2 separate regions of the Gasterosteus aculeatus genome follow, and region 1 is linked to region 2. A link is a contact called in public Hi-C data. All regions are on one chromosome and are shown on one strand. The core of a region is the stretch at or near the end of the contact, and the rest is flanking DNA. Distances in the headings are between cores, read along the strand shown. Region 1 holds the start of LOC120817995 (transcription factor COE3). Region 2 holds the start of matr3l1.1 (matrin 3-like 1.1).

The links. A called contact is a pair of places that touch in the nucleus more often than the background predicts.
Region 1: a contact with region 2 is called in a Hi-C map of liver, with 4 times the contacts expected there. The contact joins the promoter of LOC120817995 here to the promoter of matr3l1.1 in region 2. A contact is called at or near these places in 5 of 6 Hi-C or Micro-C datasets (liver, skeletal muscle, tail fin and 1 more).

Annotation. Positions count from the first base shown.
Region 1 is chr4:4,931,852-4,935,128 of fGasAcu3.hap1.1, forward strand. LOC120817995 (transcription factor COE3) reads right to left here and starts at 1,258. Exons shown (of 16, transcript XM_078100553.1): 1 at 412-1,258. The coding sequence starts at 545.
Region 2 is chr4:4,729,662-4,732,895 of fGasAcu3.hap1.1, forward strand. matr3l1.1 (matrin 3-like 1.1) reads right to left here and starts at 1,391. Exons shown (of 20, transcript XM_078100548.1): 1 at 1,149-1,391.

The DNA.
Region 1 (3,277 bases), core at 8-2,507, 200 kb after region 2:
GAGTTCAATAATCAATAATCAGCCGCGACGGAAACAATCATTCAGCAGTTTCGGTTTATTAAGACCGCGAAGAAGAGTGCGGGGGACCCCAGACGCGAACCCGGGTCCCCCGGACAGGAGGAGGCAACGTGACGCCCTGACACCACCACCCAAAGTGACACCTCCACCCTGAAGCCTGAAGGAGAAACGAGCTGCAGTTCGTGACCTTTGTCCAAACACATTCTGCTTTTAGTAGTGAATTCTGATCAGAATCCGGTAACTTTCACGTGTATTTTAGGGGAAGGCGCGCGGAGACTCTGGGGGTCCAGCTGCTTCCGAGCGGCGCGCGGAGACACGACAAGTTGCATAGTTTTGGGGGGATTTGTTGTTGCTTTGATTGTGTGTGTTTGGGTTTTTTTTGTTTTTTTTTACCTCTGGGCCGCTGTGTTGGCGTCCAAAATCCCCGCGCCCTGCATCCAGGAGCGGACCGGGGTCATGCCGGTGGGGAGCGGCTCCTCCTTCATGGTCAGGGCCCCCCGGGGGAGGCTGTCCTGGATGGAGAACATCAAAGTGTCCTTCTGGGAGCTTTGTCTTCACCAGAAACAAGAAAGAAGACGAATAATCCTCCTTGTACCCAACACTCCAAAAAAAAAGCCAAAGGACCACCTGGATTAAGGTGGAGAAAAAGAGGAGCGATGCGGAGGGAGTGGAGCAGGAGGGGTGGAGGACACGCTTCCCCAAAGTACAGGGTCCTGGTCCAAAGAAGAGTCCGGGATCCCCCTGGGTTTCTGCGGGGTGGTTTTAGATCCCAGCCGCGGCTCCGCAGCACTCTGCGCTTTAGAAAACCGGCGGCTCTGTGAAGTTAAAAGAGGGCGGAGAGAGGAGCGGAGAGCGGGGAGAGCATCTCCGAGGAGCCGGCAGAGAAAGGTGGAGAGAGGGAGAGAGGGAGAGAGAGAGAGAGAGAGTGAGGGGGGAGAGTCAGAGAGGCGAGAATCACCGGGATCCAGAGCCTGACGCCGGGAGAACGCAGCGTGGAGAGCGGGATCAGAGGGAGGCGAGCAGCCGCGGATTGTGGAGAAATGAAAAGTGGGATAAAAAAACAAGCCACCGCTTCAAAAAGGAGTAAAATGAAATGATTAGCAAACAAGAGGGAGGGACGGAGCGCGGGAGGCTGCTCGCTCCCGGGGGAACAGGGGGATTGGGCAGCGAGAAAATCTCATCCCCCTCCCTCCCCGGCTCTTTATGGCTCCTCCGTCCCGGCGGAGAGCTCCTTCTCCCGGGGTCCGAGGCTCCGGAGCCTCCCGCGGGACCGGCGCGGATCGGCGAGGGGGCGGGGACACGCCCAAATAAGGGCTGCTCGTTTGCATATCGGTCGCACCTCTGGAGCCCCATTGGGCTGAAGCCGCGTTGCGTCACGGCTGAGAGAGAAAAAAAGAAAGAAAAGGCACGCCAAATAAGGGTTTCCGCGTGCACAGCTAAAACATGAAACTTTTAAAAAGTGGAAGAAGGAGATATGTCAGCTAATGAGGCGAACATACGGGTGATCAAATGCATTGATTACGACACGTGACGTTCGGCAGCTTCACGCAACAACTCACGAGCTCATTTAGAGGACTTTTTATTTGTGTTAATATGCGGCTTCTCAATCTGTCGGCACGAGGTTCAATTCCGTCAAACATCCAAACCTTCCGCGTCAGATTCTCCTCAGCGAGACACGACCGACATACTGAAGCTCGGATCTGTATTCGTTTCCTCAGAAGAAGCTCAGGCTTCCTTCACTTCGCTTCTCTTTTTTGCAGGCGGGGGGGTTAACAGGTTTCATGTGGAATAATCTCCTCTGTCATCCCGCCGTTAGGATGACTGACACGAGCGACGCGCGGATTTGGCACCAATTTGCGCTCTGTTTTACGCACGGACATATGGCGCGGTCTCTCTAACTCAACCACACGCACACACAACCATACGCGCACATACACACACACACACACACACACACACACAGGCAGCGCTAAAACGATGCGTTTCAGTGTTTTATTTCACACTTGTATATATTTTTTCTTTAGTCGTATAATTTAGATCAATCACTCTCAAAATAATAACTGTTTGTGTGGTTCTGATCACGCCTCTTGATGTTTCTGCTTTTTTTGGGTGGGGGGGCTTGACATCTCCAGCAGTCATTTTTTTGTTCATTTTCGTGGCAGGAGCAGAATTCCTCTAATTAAGCACAAACTCTAGAGCAGCGCTGATTAAATATTTATCCTCCTTTAGCCCGCTGCTTTTCCTCCAGGGACCCAGAAGCGTCTGGAAGCCCGAAAAAAAGATCCGTGTGCGGGGAGAAAGTCAACGAGAACATGCCGAGGAGGAAGAGGAGGAAGAAGAGGATTACAAACCAGAAGGCAACAGGCTTATTAAAATAAATCATCTTTATTAATTAGCATTACTGTTCGGGATATAATTATGTTATTGTTATTATTAGTATTACTACATGTTCTCTTCTAAAATCTGGTACACTTCATTAAATCAATAAAACTGGTGTTTTTCTTTGAATATCACATTTTCACACAACATGCCAGGAACGACTCGAATGAGATGCTTGTATTTAAAAACAAGGTTCACTTGACTTGATTTTATTTTATTTATCAAGGTTGAATAAATAAATGAACAAACGTGACAATAAGACAGCATCAGCTGTAGAACCATCTGGAACTGTGAGCTCAAATCTATTCAAGACCTCCTGGAACATCAGACCCTGAGATACAGGACCAAGTATTAGAGGTCCTTAAAACACCTGGAACCCAACAGGCCTCTTGGAACCCCCTTATGATTGCCTGAGATACCTGTGGAACCCACTAAAGAGGCCCTGGGCCCAAAGGCTCCTGGCTCCCCTTTAAATGACAAGAACCTCTGTCTGATGAAACCAGAACCTTCTGCAGACTCCTAGGACGTCATATAAAGCCTGAGGAACCCATCCAAGAACCCAGAGGCCTCAGAGAGCCCCTTTGAACCTCCTCTGGAATGGAACCCTCTCTGGGTTCTCCTTCTAGATCCTAAGAGGCTCCCTAAAAAGGATCAGAACCGTAAAGCAGCTGGAACCCACTAGAAACCTTTAGAGTATTTAATGGACCAATGTACCACTTTTCGAATCATTCCCATGACTCTCTGAGATTACCAAAACCCCCATAGGAACCCCCAGAGCCTCTTTAGAACACAACGGAGCCTACTAGAAAACACCTACAATCTCCTCCAGGAACCCTAAGAACTTCCTCCGATAACCTTCAACCCTCTTCAAACCATCCTG
Region 2 (3,234 bases), core at 141-2,640:
CAGGGACTCAACGGTGAGGACGTCTTCAGGAAGCTCGGCCAGCAGCGCCAGGTCGGCGGGCTCTAGGCCGCAGCTGTTCAGGATGCCGAGAGCGCCATCCTGAGCCAACTGAGCCCCTCTGGAGGAAAAGGATGTGGGCGGGTGGGACACGGACAAGGACTCCAGAGGCGGCCTGTAAAAGTCGCGTCCCGATGAAGCCTGGCGGCGGTCCGCAGAGGAGTAACGGCGGTCTGGAGAGGCGGGCTGGCGGTCTGGAGAGCCGCGTCGGTGGCCCGATGAGGCGTTCCGGCGGCCCGATGGACCCTGCCGGCGGTCTGGAGAAGGGTGCCGGCGGTCTGGAGAAGCGCGCGGTCCACGATCAGGTCTGCGATCGGAGTCGCCCGCAGGTGGTCTGAACAGGTAGTTGTGAGACATGATGGAAGTAGAAACGCTCGGGGGGAAGGGGGGCAGCGCGTATTCTGCAGACAGAAGGTGTCGGGGAAGACAGGAGATGTAAAATCGGCAGAAATGGTGTGGACGTTCGTCTTGAGGGGAAAAATACTCAGCAACACCAACTGATCAGGTGAGTGAGTACACGGGAGAGGGAATGGTACCTTTTTGACATATGAGACGCGAAGAAAATTAGCAAGCACGGTGTTTTAAATACAACTTTAAAACTTCTTACCAAAGTGTTAAAGTAGCCAAATGCATCTTTACAATTTGACCGCAAGAAAAAGAAAAAAACACAATGGCCCTGAAAGGGTTAAAACATTGAACTACCATCAGAGATCGTCATTTAACGCTATCAACATAATCTCCAGAAACAAGTGAGAACGTCCTAACGTTACATATCGTTTCGTGATGAAACTAATAGCAATATCTTCATATATTACTTACGCTGGTTGGCGTTGATGTTGAATATTTGTGATAAACCGAAAGATGATGTTTCCTTTTAAGTGTTTATGTTGAATGTTTGTGATAAGTGTTTCTGTGTTAAGAAATACTTACACCTTCAAAGCGTTCAAAAATATGTTAGAATGAGGCTAACAGTGTTAGGCTAACAGTGTTAGCCTCATTCTAACGTACCTAGCATACATTATGCTCTGCGCAGTTAGCTAACGGCTAACAACCCCCCCGTTAACGTACAGAGACAACAGCAGCAGACTTACCCCAAATGAAATACTCAGTAAAGTCACCGGCAAATTCCCTTTCTAAAGTCAGCCGGTAAAAAAACGCTCAGGCGTGAGAACGTCGTTTGAGCGAAGCCGAAGTCAGAAAGTCGTCGAGCTATTGTTGTTGTGACAAGCTAGCTACGTCATCGAAGCGGCCTTCTTCTTCTTCTTCTTCTTCTGTGGTAATTTGTTTAGCCCCACCTGCTGTTGCGGAGGGCACATTGGAACCTCTATATAATGAGGTAAAGCAAAATTGAATAAGTAAAACATTTTTTTAAATACCTTAATTAGAGTGCAATATTATATATGTTTATATATATATATTCACGCAGACATATATATATATATATACATATATCTAGAAAGATAAATAAAATATAGGGTGTTTCTAAGAGATACATATGTAATCATATTTTTAGAATAAACCAATATTTTACGTGTATATGATTTAATACTGTAAAATAAAAAATAAAGTTCCCCGTCTCTGCATGGGTTCTCTCTGGATATCCCTCTTCCCGCAGTCGGGGTTTAGGTTACTTGATGATGATGAAGATTGCCCATAGGTGTATAAATGTGAGAATAATTCTCTGTCAGCTCTGATTGACTGACGACCGTCTCTTGCCCGATGCTGGTTGATTGACTTTTAGAATATTGATGATGCATCCTTATTTAAACTTACACATTCTTTTATTTTATACCCTGTTATTACATTAACTTTGCATATTGGCCAGGATGGAATCTATGTTCATAATATTATAGACACACTTCAAGTAATTATTTTTAATTTACTTCTTAATTTGAATTAATTGTCTAATGAATCTTTCCCTCAGAATATGCTTGTCAATATATACAAATGAAGATAAAATGAGACCAAATTTGGGGGGGGGAAATGGGACAATTAACATGTTGTCGGTTTTAACCACCAGGTGGCGGATTAGGAGCATTTTCAGACCCAATCAAGATCAATTTATTAAACATTCTTCATTTATACAGTAAATAAAAGGGCCATGAAATAGACTAAAGGTAACTCAACAAGTGAAAGTAATGAATTTGAAACCTTGTATAGAAAAACAATGTCTGAAAGACTCAACGTGTAATTAATGACATATCATAACCGTCGATAGTTTAAGACAGAAACAATTAAAAAAACCTGTATATATCAGTATTTTGTCCAATTACTAAATTCTCTTCAAATCTTCAAAATTGAACTGTACTTAATATGTCCAAGTATATTTGGTCATGCTGATGATGAAATAAGAAAACATATGTTATTCATCTACACAATAAAGTAATATACCATCTCCTACTCTGTTCTGGAGCTTTCAAGTCAATCACATGGTTTTTATCCAAAGATGGATAAAAAATCAATGCTTAAAATGAACTATGATATAAAGTATAAATACACGATAAAATAGCACAATATATATGAAGGAAATTATACATGAGGAGGCAAAACAATAATAAAAGATGATGTGAACTATTCACTGTGATGAATCACTTTGTTAGCTCTATGCGTGGACAGTAGTACTGGTAGTACATATATACATGTAGTGGTAGTAGTCCTGGTAGTACAGCAGAGTACAGCAGGTGGAGCCACAGACCGCATGTTAAACACCGAGATCTTCGTCTGATTCCGTTTCAGTTTGTAGAAATAAAGATAAATTGAAACTGTACTAAAAATATGTTTCTATACTTAGAATGTGAAGGTTTACTTATTTTATGTTCATATGTTTGTTAAGGATTATTGTTTTATTTAATACTTTATGTAAATTTGATGTTAATGCCTCGCCAGACGCGTCGATCTTTTTCACATGAACATTGGCAGAAATGTACTTTTTTTAAACGGCATATATGACATTTGAGTTCAAGATTTGTTCAGTTTATTTTACTTAACCGTCACGAAAAAATCAGGAGGAATACTCTCAGTTCATTGTGTTTAAGTAAATCTGTCAAATGAGTTCCCACTACGCACCGTTGATAAATTGCTATATTAATACTTTTTAAAATATAGTAGAACAATAATAGATGCAATGTAATTCAAACTGTGGCACAATGAAAAAATAATTAAATCACATTATTGCAT